2 separate regions of the Zea mays genome follow, and region 2 is linked to region 1. Evidence: chromatin contacts called from public Hi-C data. All regions are on one chromosome and are shown on one strand. The core of a region is the stretch at or near the end of the contact, and the rest is flanking DNA. Distances in the headings are between cores, read along the strand shown. Region 1 holds the start of LOC100283050. Region 2 holds the start of LOC100277273 (ENTH/VHS family protein).

The links. A called contact is a pair of places that touch in the nucleus more often than the background predicts.
Region 2: a contact with region 1 is called in a Hi-C map of tassel, with 2.1 times the contacts expected there. The contact joins the promoter of LOC100277273 here to the promoter of LOC100283050 in region 1. A contact is called at or near these places in 1 of 25 Hi-C or Micro-C datasets (tassel) and 1 of 3 datasets of contacts at active chromatin or transcription factors (leaf).

The regions. Positions count from the first base shown.
Region 1 is chr1:205,231,772-205,237,652 of Zm-B73-REFERENCE-NAM-5.0, reverse strand. LOC100283050 reads left to right here and starts at 3,385. Exons shown (of 1, transcript NM_001155952.2): 1 at 3,385-5,141. The coding sequence starts at 3,836. The coding sequence ends at 4,762.
Region 2 is chr1:205,866,465-205,872,345 of Zm-B73-REFERENCE-NAM-5.0, reverse strand. It overlaps LOC100277273 (ENTH/VHS family protein), which reads left to right and starts at 2,555. Exons shown (of 2, transcript NM_001398925.1): 1 at 2,555-2,802; 2 at 2,887-3,944. The coding sequence starts at 2,678. The coding sequence ends at 3,784. LOC100276220 reads left to right here. Exons shown (of 11, transcript NM_001150061.1): 10 at 277-476; 11 at 579-914. The coding sequence ends at 647.

The DNA of each region.
Region 1 (5,881 bases), core at 2,136-4,635:
ATATCCATTGTGAGGGCTGGGGAAGAGAGTATCGTTCCTCTTCCTGAAACAGACGAAGTAATGGTTTTTAAGAGTTTTATGAAGGCTGGGTTTTGTTTTCCCTTGCACGAGATGCTGGTTGAAGTGTTAAAGACATTTGAGATATACCTTCATCAGCTTACTCCCGAAGCTTTAATTAAAGTGGGGGCTTTTACTTGGGCCATGAGGAGCCAAGGGCTGGAGCCAGATGCCAAATGTTTCTGCAACATTCATGAATTATCCTACCAGACAAAAGCAACTGGGAAGAAACAGTATCACAACAACTTCGGGTGCTACAGCTTTGTGCACCGCTTTGATGTGAGGTATCCCGTGCCGACATTCCAAAAGAAGTGGTCGGACACTTGGATGAAACAGTGGTTCTATGTGAAGAATGATCTGAGTGAGAGGGAAGATGTGAAGGGTATTATCCAGCGTCCCATACGGTCACGCTTCGGCATCAGAAGGCCATCAATTACAAGTGGAAACGAAGTGCAAGCGTGTTTGATGGCTTTCAACACTGTGTGTACTTACATCGGTACCAGAGATTTGGTACAGGAGCATAATGCTTACAAGGTTTGGTCACTCGTTAATGACTGGGAAATGCCGAAGGAGTGTTCTGCCGGTTCTAGCGAAGGTGGCTTGGTTTACCTGAGATATACTAAACGTTTTAGAAATCAGTTTGATGAGCCAAATGATGACTGGCTTGAGGTTGTCGAAGCTACCAGTGACGAGCTGCTGGGAGCTTACACGAAGGTAGAGGATGAAGCTATGACCACTGCCTTCGGCGCTCACGGAAAGAGGAGGTTGAATAGAGTTTTTGATGTGATTGGATATTTTTATCCTGATTACTGCTTTCCTGCTCGAAAACAAGGGTTGAAAAGAAAAATGGCAGCCTCATCCTCTTCCACCGCGCCTAAGCTGAAGAAGGTTAAAATTTTAACTCATAGGCCGAGGCCACATTCTATAAAAAGGACAGCCGTAATACCTGATACAAAGAGGATAGAGATTGCTGAACAGGCCGAAGCTATCCCCTTAGCTTCGGAGACGATTCCTGTTGTGACGGTCGAAGTTAGTGCCGATCCAGTAGAAGAGTCTGAGATAAAGAGCTCAAAGGCAGAAGAGCAATCAAAACTGTTGAGTCCCCCAACCACAACTGGGTTGCCGAGGCTAACAACTGCTGTAACAATGATTCCTAAGAAAAGGAGGATGGCCAGTGTTTTGGATGTTGTTTTGAAGTCTACAAATATTCCAACTCCTGCTTCTATCGAAGCTCCCAAAAATAACGTTGAAGAGTCGAGAGAAGTACCCACTGCAAGTGCTTCTCCCACTTACACTGAGGCTAAAGCTTCGAGGGTTAAGCTAGCAGAACTAGCGAAGGAAAGTCTTCATGAAAAGCCAACATTGCCTACTCCTGAAGCACCTTCCCAAGTTGATTCAAAATATATTGTTCGTCATGCTTCGGGGAAGCAACTATCCGAAGATCAAATTGCCGAAGTGCAACATTATGCAAGGAATCTTAAATACCCTTGGGGATCCTTAGTTTATAGAGGGAGCGACGAAGACGACTTCCTTTACTGTCTACCAGACAGGAAGGAGATTGATGTTTGCCGGGAAATGATGGACAACATGGGATACCTGAAGCTTGAGCATGGTCTGTCTGTAATGACGAAGGACCAACTTGTAGATAGTCTCGCTTATAACAGCCTGAAAGTTTGTTTATTTTGCCTTCATATTTGGTAATTTTTATTATGATGAACGATTTTGTGGTGATAATTATTATCGTTATTTGTACATTCTTTGTTTGTCAGGGTCTAATTCTTAGCAAAGCTTTAAAGGCTCAGAAAGATGCAGAAGATGAGAGCAATCAGATGGCAATTAGAAACCTTCGTTCGGAGGTTATAACTTTGAGAAACGAAGCTCTCGAGAAGGATAAGATCCTGCTCTCTTTGGTGGAAAGATTAAAATCTAGTGAAGCTAGGCTTTCTAGCCTTTCCGAAGCAGAGCAGAGGGTAAAGGTGTTTGAAATGAAGCAACAAAAAATGTGAAGCGCATTGCTGACTTGGAGTATGCGCTATTTGTTCAAGTAGAATTGCACAGATCTGAAGTGCAAGGATTGAAAAAGAAACTCGATGAAGTGACTGAAAATTTCAATGTCGAGCAAATAAAGCGCGAAATATCTGATACTCAACGGCTGAGAGTTCAAAAAAATGTCGAGGAGCTTCGTCAAGCAAAAGAGGAATGCTACAATGTTGCCCTGGAATGTTGTAATAAATTGGAAGATAGCTTTGCCAAAATTGGTGCGTTCTCTACGGGGCAAAATTTTATTCGTGGCTATCCTGATTGAGTTATTCGGTGGATTAGCGGCGAAGCCGAAGGTTTTGAGGAGATTCTCGGTGATAGGGGAGACTTATACGCCTTCATCGGCGCCTGCGGAGCTGTGTCACTCCTTGAGAAGGTTGGCTCTGCGAGTATGCAAAGACTGTGGTTTAGCCAGGATTCTCGATCTCAGCCAACGACATTAAGAACCCTTCGGCCGAAGCCGCTGCGCTAAGTGGAAAGTTTTATTCCGAAGTCTGGTTGAGAGATGGCCGAGAGGTAGCTGACGAAGCTATCAGAAAAATGAGAAAGAGTCTCATGCTACTTTGGAAGAGACCCAGAAAACTGAAGAAATTGCAGAACGTACAAGACTTTAAGTATATCTATCGTGACCTAGCAGCTTCGTAAATGTACGGCAAAAGAAGGGAGGTACATCCAAAAACAAGAATGAGAAAATGTAAATCATTTATATTTATATAATGTTTGGGACGGACTTGGACTCTTTGTGCGCGAATCTTCTAGCGTTGTTTCATTAACATGGCTATAGAGAGATACTGCCTGCTCTTTTCTATGCAGGTGCAGGTCTACCCACGTCGAAACATATTAGCAGCTCCACTACACATATAAGCTGAGGGTATAATTCGCTATGGCGTACTAACCGGCCGGGCATTGAAACAGGGATCATCACGAAGATACGTTCGTGTGTACAGTAATAATGATCTACGTACTCTCTTCCTTTGTACATATACGTGCGATTTACGCGTATCATTACCCAAAATAGTGCGATTCACCCGTATCATTACCCAAAATACTGTTTTTACTGTAAATTGTATTGTTCGTAGAATAAAGTTTGAATATGATTACGTGGACCACTAAGAGTAAGTTGATGTCAATAACCTAATCAGTAGGCCAGCGAGGAAAAGAGCTCGAGCCTTCAGCAAGATCAGTAACCCCATTTTAAACCGGGCTGGAGCCATATCCCAACCGCAGCATAAACAGGATATAAACAGGAGCCAAAGCGACACCACCCTTTCGCTCTCGCTCTCGCCACAGGGCGACAGGTGCGCGTAGCCAGGAGACACGGCTAGATTGGTAGTAGTAGAGCGAGAAGCAGAGAGAGAGAGAGAGAGATGTGTTTGTGTGGCTACATCATCTCCCCAAGGGCACAGGCACAGGCACAGCAGCCGCTTGCCTGCCTGCAGGCTGCTGCAGGCTGCTGCCGCGCAGCAGTGCCGCTGCCGATGCGTCAAAATTAGCAGCAGGGGAGTGTGCACAGTTCACGGTCTGCTCTCTTTCTCTCTCTTCCCCTATTACGAGTCCCAGCAGCTAGAACAACACAAACCCTCTCCTGTAGCTAGATGTGTGGTAGTAAGCTCTCGCTGTTAACCTCGGCAAAGAACCTACTGGAAGTCGGAAGGGAAAAAGCAAAGTAGGAGTAGCTAGCTAGTATAGCAAACAAGCTCCCCCGTGTGCCGACGAGCCGCCGACTAGGTCAGCCGCCATGGACTTCGACGAGCACGATGACGGCGACGAGGAGATGACGCCGATGCCCGTGAGCTCGAGCTACGATGCGCCGATGCAGCCGGGGCTGGGACTGGGCGGAGGAGGCGGCGAGACCCCGAAGCACGGGGATTCTGCTGGAGCCGGGAGCTTCAGGACGCCGCCAGCAGGCGGCTTCGGGGGAGGAGGCGCAGGCGCAGGCGCAGGCGCAGGCGGTGGCGGGGCCACCAGGTACCGGGAGTGCCTCAAGAACCACGCGGTCGGCATCGGCGGGCACGCGGTGGACGGCTGCGGCGAATTCATGGCCGCTGGCGAGGAGGGCTCCATCGACGCGCTGCGCTGCGCGGCCTGCGGCTGCCACCGCAACTTCCACCGCAAGGAGTCCGACAACTCGCCAGCGGGAGGCGGGGGCGTCGCGCCGCCCGATCCCGCCGCCGCCCTGTCCCCGGCCGCCATCACAGCCTACGGCGCCGCCGTGGCGGCGCACCACCACCAGTTCTCCCCCTACTACCGCACCCCTGCCGGGTACTTCCTGCACCAGCAGCTGGCGGCCGCCGCCGGGCACATGCAGCGCCCGCTCGCGCTGCCGTCCACCTCCCACTCGCTGGGGCGCGAAGAGGGCGACGACGTGTCCGGGCTGATCGGCCCCATGGTGGTGGCGCCCATGATGGGCATGTCGCTGGGCCCGGGCGGCGGCCCGTCGGGGGGCTCGTCCGGCGGCTCGGGGTCCGGCAAGAAGCGGTTCCGCACCAAGTTCACGCAGGAGCAGAAGGACCGGATGCTGGCGTTCGCGGAGCGGCTGGGGTGGCGCATCCAGAAGCACGACGAGGCCGCCGTGCAGCAGTTCTGCGAGGAGGTCTGCGTCAAGCGCCACGTGCTCAAGGTGTGGATGCACAACAACAAGCACACCCTCGGCAAGAAGCCATGACCGACCGCCGGCCATTCGCTTCGCGCCGGCGCCTGCACTGTGTGCTAGCTAGGTACACCACCACTGATCGCATTGCATCATGGATCTCCTCCTCTCTTTCTCAGCACCGTATTGCTTGCTAGCCTTTTTTTTTTGGGGGTACTCCTCTCCTTGCCTTCCTTTTTTTAGAGTTTTAGCTAGAAATGTAAGCTAGCTACTTAGGTCAGTAGCGAGCAGCAGTTCTTGGATTTTAGCTACGATGGAGAAGACGGCCGTTGTTCTCTTGTCATCTTCATTATTTTATTGTACTTCTTTGGCTGTGTGTGTGTGTGTTTCGTAGATGAGACGATCATGACGTTGGTGTTGGGAAGGAGGAGGGCAGGGCATGGCCATTTGCCGATTTGGATGGATCTTGGAGATGTACGAGTCGCTTTTGTGTTTGCAATTTAAAATTTAGATCGTGTCTGGGGATTTGGGTTGCATGCATCGCCCCTCCTCGTGCTTGGGACTTGTCGAGAGCCGGGATTATTTTTTCACTCCGCGGCCAGGGCTCCTGTCCTGGGTCCGTCGTCCGTCCACCACCCAGGCAGGCTTTGGCTGCAGCTAGGGCAGAGGCAAGTTCATCATCGATCAGAACTCAGAAGCGTCTGTTCCTAGGGGTTGTTTGGTTTGGTGCCTAAGACGCCACAATGTGCCAAACTTTTCTGCCTAACTTTAGTTCTTCAATTCGAGCGCCTAAGGTTAGGCAGATTGTGGCGCCTTAGGTAGGAAACCAAACATGCCTCTAGTCTCCTACAGCAGCTTAGCCTGCCACTGCCTTGACCACATGCCAAGCGGCTAGCAGCGGCGCACTGGCGCATGCGCTTTCCAGCGTCACCGGAGTGTGGCAGGAGAGTAGTAACTAGGAGTACTGTGACCTGTTCTTGATCCGTCCGTCTCTCCATAACCAGCCCCATTTGCTTCTCAACATCTTCTCTCTCTCTCTACTACGTACTAAGTTAATGCTGGGCGACCAGCTTCACTGCTGCAATGTCACTGGCACTGCTCGGGTCCGTAACACATTTGATGCTCCCTTGCACAATTTGGGAGCAGGCAGCGAATCGAAGGCTAGCTGCTGCAGACCCGCAGTAAACGCTGATG
Region 2 (5,881 bases), core at 1,306-3,805, 640 kb before region 1:
TCTCTATTCTGATGAATGAATTAAGAACTCTAGCATTCAATAATTTTAAAATTTCTGTTGTTTCATACATATATTGTATCTTGTTTGGAATTGTACAGAGAAGGGTATTGGTCCCTCCTACAGAGAATCTGTCTATAGTGAAGTTGGACTAAACTTACACTCACTTGTTTCAAACACTGCATCTACCTTTTGCAAATTAATGCACCTTTTATACCTTTAATATAAGATACTATATACACTGACGAAAATCTGTTTTTGACTGTGACAACTAATTAGGGAAAATTGTTGGGCTGGTAATATCCACAAATGAGGCTCCATCATCCTTAGGATCCATAATTGACGCACCATCTTCACTGCACATTTCAAGACGGCTAGAAGAAGCAAGCAAGACTACAGACATAGCCTCTGTCGTACTTGTTCGAAAGAGCTTGGCATGGATTACAGGGATCATCCTGCTTGTTTCAACTCTCATAGGGGTGAGGACAACTCACATATCCTCCTGCATTAAACTTGAGATGCGTTTCTACAGTTGTTTAACTCACATACCCAAATTCTAAACTGTTGTGCTATCTGTGCAGGTTTGCTTGCTTATGAACATGCCACTTACCAGGGACACCCTCCTGTACTCGAATGTCAAGATCGATTAGTTTGAAGGGGTGTTCGCGGCAGCTACTCTTGGGGTTCAACTTTGGCCTTGTGTATTTATGGGATGGATTTCAGATGGTAGAGACGTATGCTTGTGCTGTTCACAAAACCAGTGTACAATGTGATACTAGGTGCTACGTGCCTTTCTTTTTTTAATCTGTGCTTCCATCTTGCCTGTATGGGCTGTTTTGTTGTTGGGTTCCCGGTAAATAATCCAGAGCAGTGGCACAAACGATTAGTTGTTGCAGAATGCTACTGCCTTTTCTGAATAAATCTGTCATTGTAATCGAATTTCAACTTGAATAACAGTGTGTATGCTATGTTTGTGGCGCTCGTGGTAGGATTTCCTTGCAACCAAATGGCTGCATCTAAGGGCTGGGCTGGACACTTGTTAGGCTTGGCTCGTTTACTTTTCTCAACTATATCAGCTGCCATAGTGGCACCACATCTGCTAAGAGAAGGCAATAGTAGCACCACATCAGTTATGAGGTAAATCAAATCAGCCACGAGGGAAGTAAATTAGATTTTTGTGATACTTTGGGAATCAATTATACTTTATAAAAAGGAATGCGTATTTTTTTCAAATAAATATCCACCTAATTGTTGGAATAAATATGCATTGAAAAAAATATAAAAACTCATTTATTATTAGGAAAAACATAGAAAGTTTGATGAGTCCAAAAAATATGAAATCGGTTTCACTTTCTTTTTTCTAAAATCATTCTATATTTTCTGAGCTAGATGCTACAATATAGAGCATGATTTTAGAAAATATATGGAGCCTGACATTTTTTATAAGGAAAAGATTTTAGTAAATTCAAGAAAGTTACGTCAAGTGATTACAACTCTCTTGAAAACAAATTGACTTCCTACTCGATTAGAGCATCTCTAACAATGCCTCAAACTAGTATTTCAAATTGAAATATAAGGTTTTACGCAGGAAAAACTACTCCAACAATGTCTCATTTCATAAAATTTGGTCAAAAACTATAGGGCATCCTCTCAAGTGCCTCAAATATACTACACCACAGTGGGCTGCCCTATAATCTAGATTTGAGGTTTTTACTGTTGGAGCGGAATGTTTTATTGATACCATAAATTCTATAAAATATACTCATTTTTAAATTATATGGTATCTTTATAAGTCACGTTGTTGGAGATGCTCTTATACGCTTCTAGTGTGCAAGTTGACTATGATGTATTGATGGTGATGACAAATGAGAAAGCGTTTGGTTCTGTTTGAATGTTGTTAGCTGATGCCTCTTGGAGGCGATAGTGTTGCTACAAGTTAAATCACATGATATACGCTGTTAATGTGCAATCAGAACTTGATTTTTCATTGCACATCTTGATGGTTAAGCAAGACATTACTTCTGAGGAAACATTGCTCGCAATTTGCATGGACTGTGTGATGATTCACTCCGCGGTCTACAAGGATATATCCTCGTCTGAATCCTCTGTTAGCTTTAAATTTTGGGAGGCCATATAAGATCAAATAATTCTAAACAAACAAAGGAACAAAGACAGCAGATATGAAACCATTTATTTCCTGGTTGGCTGCCTGGTGTCATGTAGATATAGCCAAAACTGTTCTTTTTTAAACCATCCACGGAGGTAGGGCTTAAAAAGTTTAAAAGAGTCCAAAAAAACAAATCGAATTCGCGTAAATAGTTGGGAGGTTCCAAATTACCATGATGAGCGGCGACTGATGAATGGAGGTGGAAGCAACAGGTCCGCCCCGGCTGCATGCGGCGCCGAGAACGACGCGCGATTTGGCGGGTGGCTGGCTTGGCTTAGTCGCTGCGCAACCAAAGTCGCGCATGCATGCCCGGCCGGCCTCGGCCATCCATCCATCCGTCCGTCCCACGACCGCGCCTTGTGTCTCCGGCCATCTCATCCCCATGCATTCTCCGCCACCACCATCCATGCAGCATGCGTTTGGGTTTGGGATTGGTAGATAGATTCATTCAGTTGCCTGCTGAGACTGGCAGCTGGATCGATTCCAATTAGGACGGGCTGACTGACGACGGCGATGGCCGCAAGCACGGCGCGGTGGCAGCTGCTGGCCGGCCAGGTGAAACGGCAGGCGTCGGGGTTCCTGCAGGACAAGTACAAGCAGGCGAGGCTGGCGCTGGGCGACGTGACGCCGGCAGAGCTGTGAGTGCCTGACGATACACTGGATGGTATAGGGTGATGCATGGTGATGTGATCGGATGGATACTCAGGCATGCGTGCGTGCAGGCTGGCCCAGGAGGCCACCAACAACGAGCCTTGCGTCCCCGACGCCAAGACGCTGGCGTGCATCGCAGACGCCGCCTTCGACATGGACGACCTGTGGAGGATCGCCAAGGTGCTGCACCAGAGGCTGAGCCGCGCCGCCGACTGGAAGGAGTGGCGCCCCGTGTACAAGGCGCTGGTGGTGCTGGAGTTCCTGCTGACCCACGGCCCCGAGGACCTGCCCCGCGAGTTCCTGGCGGACGTGCGCGCCATGCACGACCTCCGCAGCTTCCACTACGTGGACGACAAGGGCTTCGACTGGGGCGCCTGCATGCAGCGCCGGACCGACAGCGTCCTGTCGCTGCTCACGGACGCCGACCGCCTCAGGGAGGCGCGGCGCAGGGTCTCCCACGAGGTGCACGGCGGCGGCGGGGGCTTCGGCAGCCCGACGTCGTCGTCCTCCCCGTCCTCGGCGTCGTCCTCCGCCTCCTCCAGGACCTCGCGCACCTGGTCCTTCGGCGGCGGCTCCCACTACTCCGACAGCCCTACCATGTGCCTCACCTGCGCCCCCGACGCCGACTACCGCCACGACAAAAAATGCGACGCCTACACGGCCGACGACGACTGTTGGGCCGCCTCGTCGAATTACAAGAGCGGCAGCAGGTGGGCAGCCACAGTGGACGAAGGCGACGGCGAGGACCAGCAGCAGCACCAGGGGCTCATGGACGACGCCTGGGACGCCCACTCGGTGAAGGACAGCACCAGCGGCACATGGTCCGCCAGGTTGCTCGGTTCCTTGTCCTTGAGCACCAGCAGGGCCTCAGGCTTCCAGAGTCTGTCGCAACCGGAGCAGCGAAGGACAACCAAGAAGCTGCAGGGGCAGCTACAGTGCCAGGTTTCCGCCGATTATTCACGGCCTTGATCGCTCGGTCGATGAATACTGCAATTCTCTTTTTCTCTAGATTAACCATTGATTTGACCGGCCTATTACTGTAATTTCTATCTTTTTTCCCCTCCTAGCACAATTAAGTTTCATCTCATCTTCTATTTTTATACTTTATGATAAGCATGGATACAAAAAAGGGACAAGACTTGCTCGCAAATGTCCATAAATTTGTGCTTTAGTATCGGCAAAAACAGATGCGTACGCCATTAGCCCACTGCACACTTCAGCAAGTGACTACTGAGCGAACCGTGGAGATAAATTGAACACCACGAAATAATTAAACAGATTATAGTAATTCGGAGAAATGGCTTCATACAACAGGTAAAAAAGTTTATGCGTGTTCGAAACATCAGTTATCCACCTACCAAATGAATATTTCAGGGTCCTTGTTCAGCTAGCACTTATGTAGGACTAGGAGTATACAGATAGTTAAAACATCGAAGGCTCACGACAGCTATCTAGCAAGCTGATGGAGCAGGCAACTACACACATAGTACAAACATTCAACAAAAGCTGCTTCACGATTCCCTATACTTTCTCAGGTCGAAGGTGAGAGTCCTCGAGCAACTGCACATCCAATCACTGTGTTAAGCATGCGCACAGGAAATAAGACAGGTGCAGTAATGCATACCCGACCTACCTTCGTTCTGAGTCCCTATAAACACCAACAAGTGCCTCGGCCTTGTCATAGAAACTGTCCTTCAGAGATATAACTATGCTCTGAAAACCACTCTCGCCATCGCTGCCTTGTTCATCACCAACACGTTCACATGATTTTGATCTGATAAACCCGGCAACCTTGGCCACATTTAAATTGTCCAGAGCAGCATCTACTTCGTCCAATATGAAGAACGGTGATGGCCTAAAACTGAAATTGCCACAAAACTTTTAAGTGATTTGATTGAGGCACAAGGTGAGGCAAGAGGTGAACATGCAGAAATATATATATATTTCCCCTATAACAGTGCTTTACCCTTATCAAACTCCTGGGAAGGCCAGTAAATGCTAATTCTGAAAACTTCATGTGCTAATTTATTGGTCTTGGCATACCCAAATACCCAAGAGGTACTTAAGAAGCATCGAACATAAATATTTCAATACTAACGAAACTGGAACGTGAAGGAAACAAGTGGGTCTTGAGTGATTTATGCAGATAAAACTATCAATGATGGAGAAATCTGACGTCTGCAGGCTCTGAACTAACTAAGAAAGAAAAATACTAGAAACATTTTACCTGTGAATGGCAAAAAGCAAAGCCAGTGCTGCAACAGTCTTCTCCCCACCGGATAACTGTTCCATATCTCTAAACCGCTTGGTAGGTGGCATAGCTGTGTACTTGATTCCATTAAGAAACGGTTCGTCTTCATTTTCTAGATTTAAATATGCTGTTCCTCCGAGTGGATGTGTATGGCTTTTTGTCAGCTGCTTATAGATTTTGTCGATGCCTTTAGATATGTGATCGAAGGCCTCCATAAACAGCTCATACCTAAGCACCAATAGAAATAACAACAGGTAAGACGCAATCCTCTAAGAACAAAAAAAAAACTCTGCAGTTAGGGCTAGTTTGGGAACACCGATTTTCCAATAAATTTCAATTTTCCCAAGGGAAAATGAACTAATTTCCCTTGGGAAAATGAAAATCCATCGGGAAAATGGTGTTCCCAAACTAGCCCTTAATATATAAATTATAACCCCAGGCTAACATTCGTTCTTCTATATAGTTATTTAACACTTTAACCTGCTAGGCCAACATCCAAGTTCTCACATTACATTGATGCCTGTATGAGTATGACAAGGGCAAAAGTGGGAAGTAGCTGGTTCTGTTCTCAAACACCACCACATTGGCCTTAGGGCGATTGCCAGTCCTGGTGAGATGGGATGACGGTAATAGGTAACCCGGAAGATTGATTATGCCTAATTCCCTACAGGTTACTGTTGTAAGATTTACTTGTTCTTTTTTTCTGTTTGCAAGCTCCAGGCCTCGAGCATGATCTCAAAAGGTACTTGTCTACTTGACAGTTAACACACATGTTTGAGACCAATACTGACACTGTGATACATATTAAATTATTA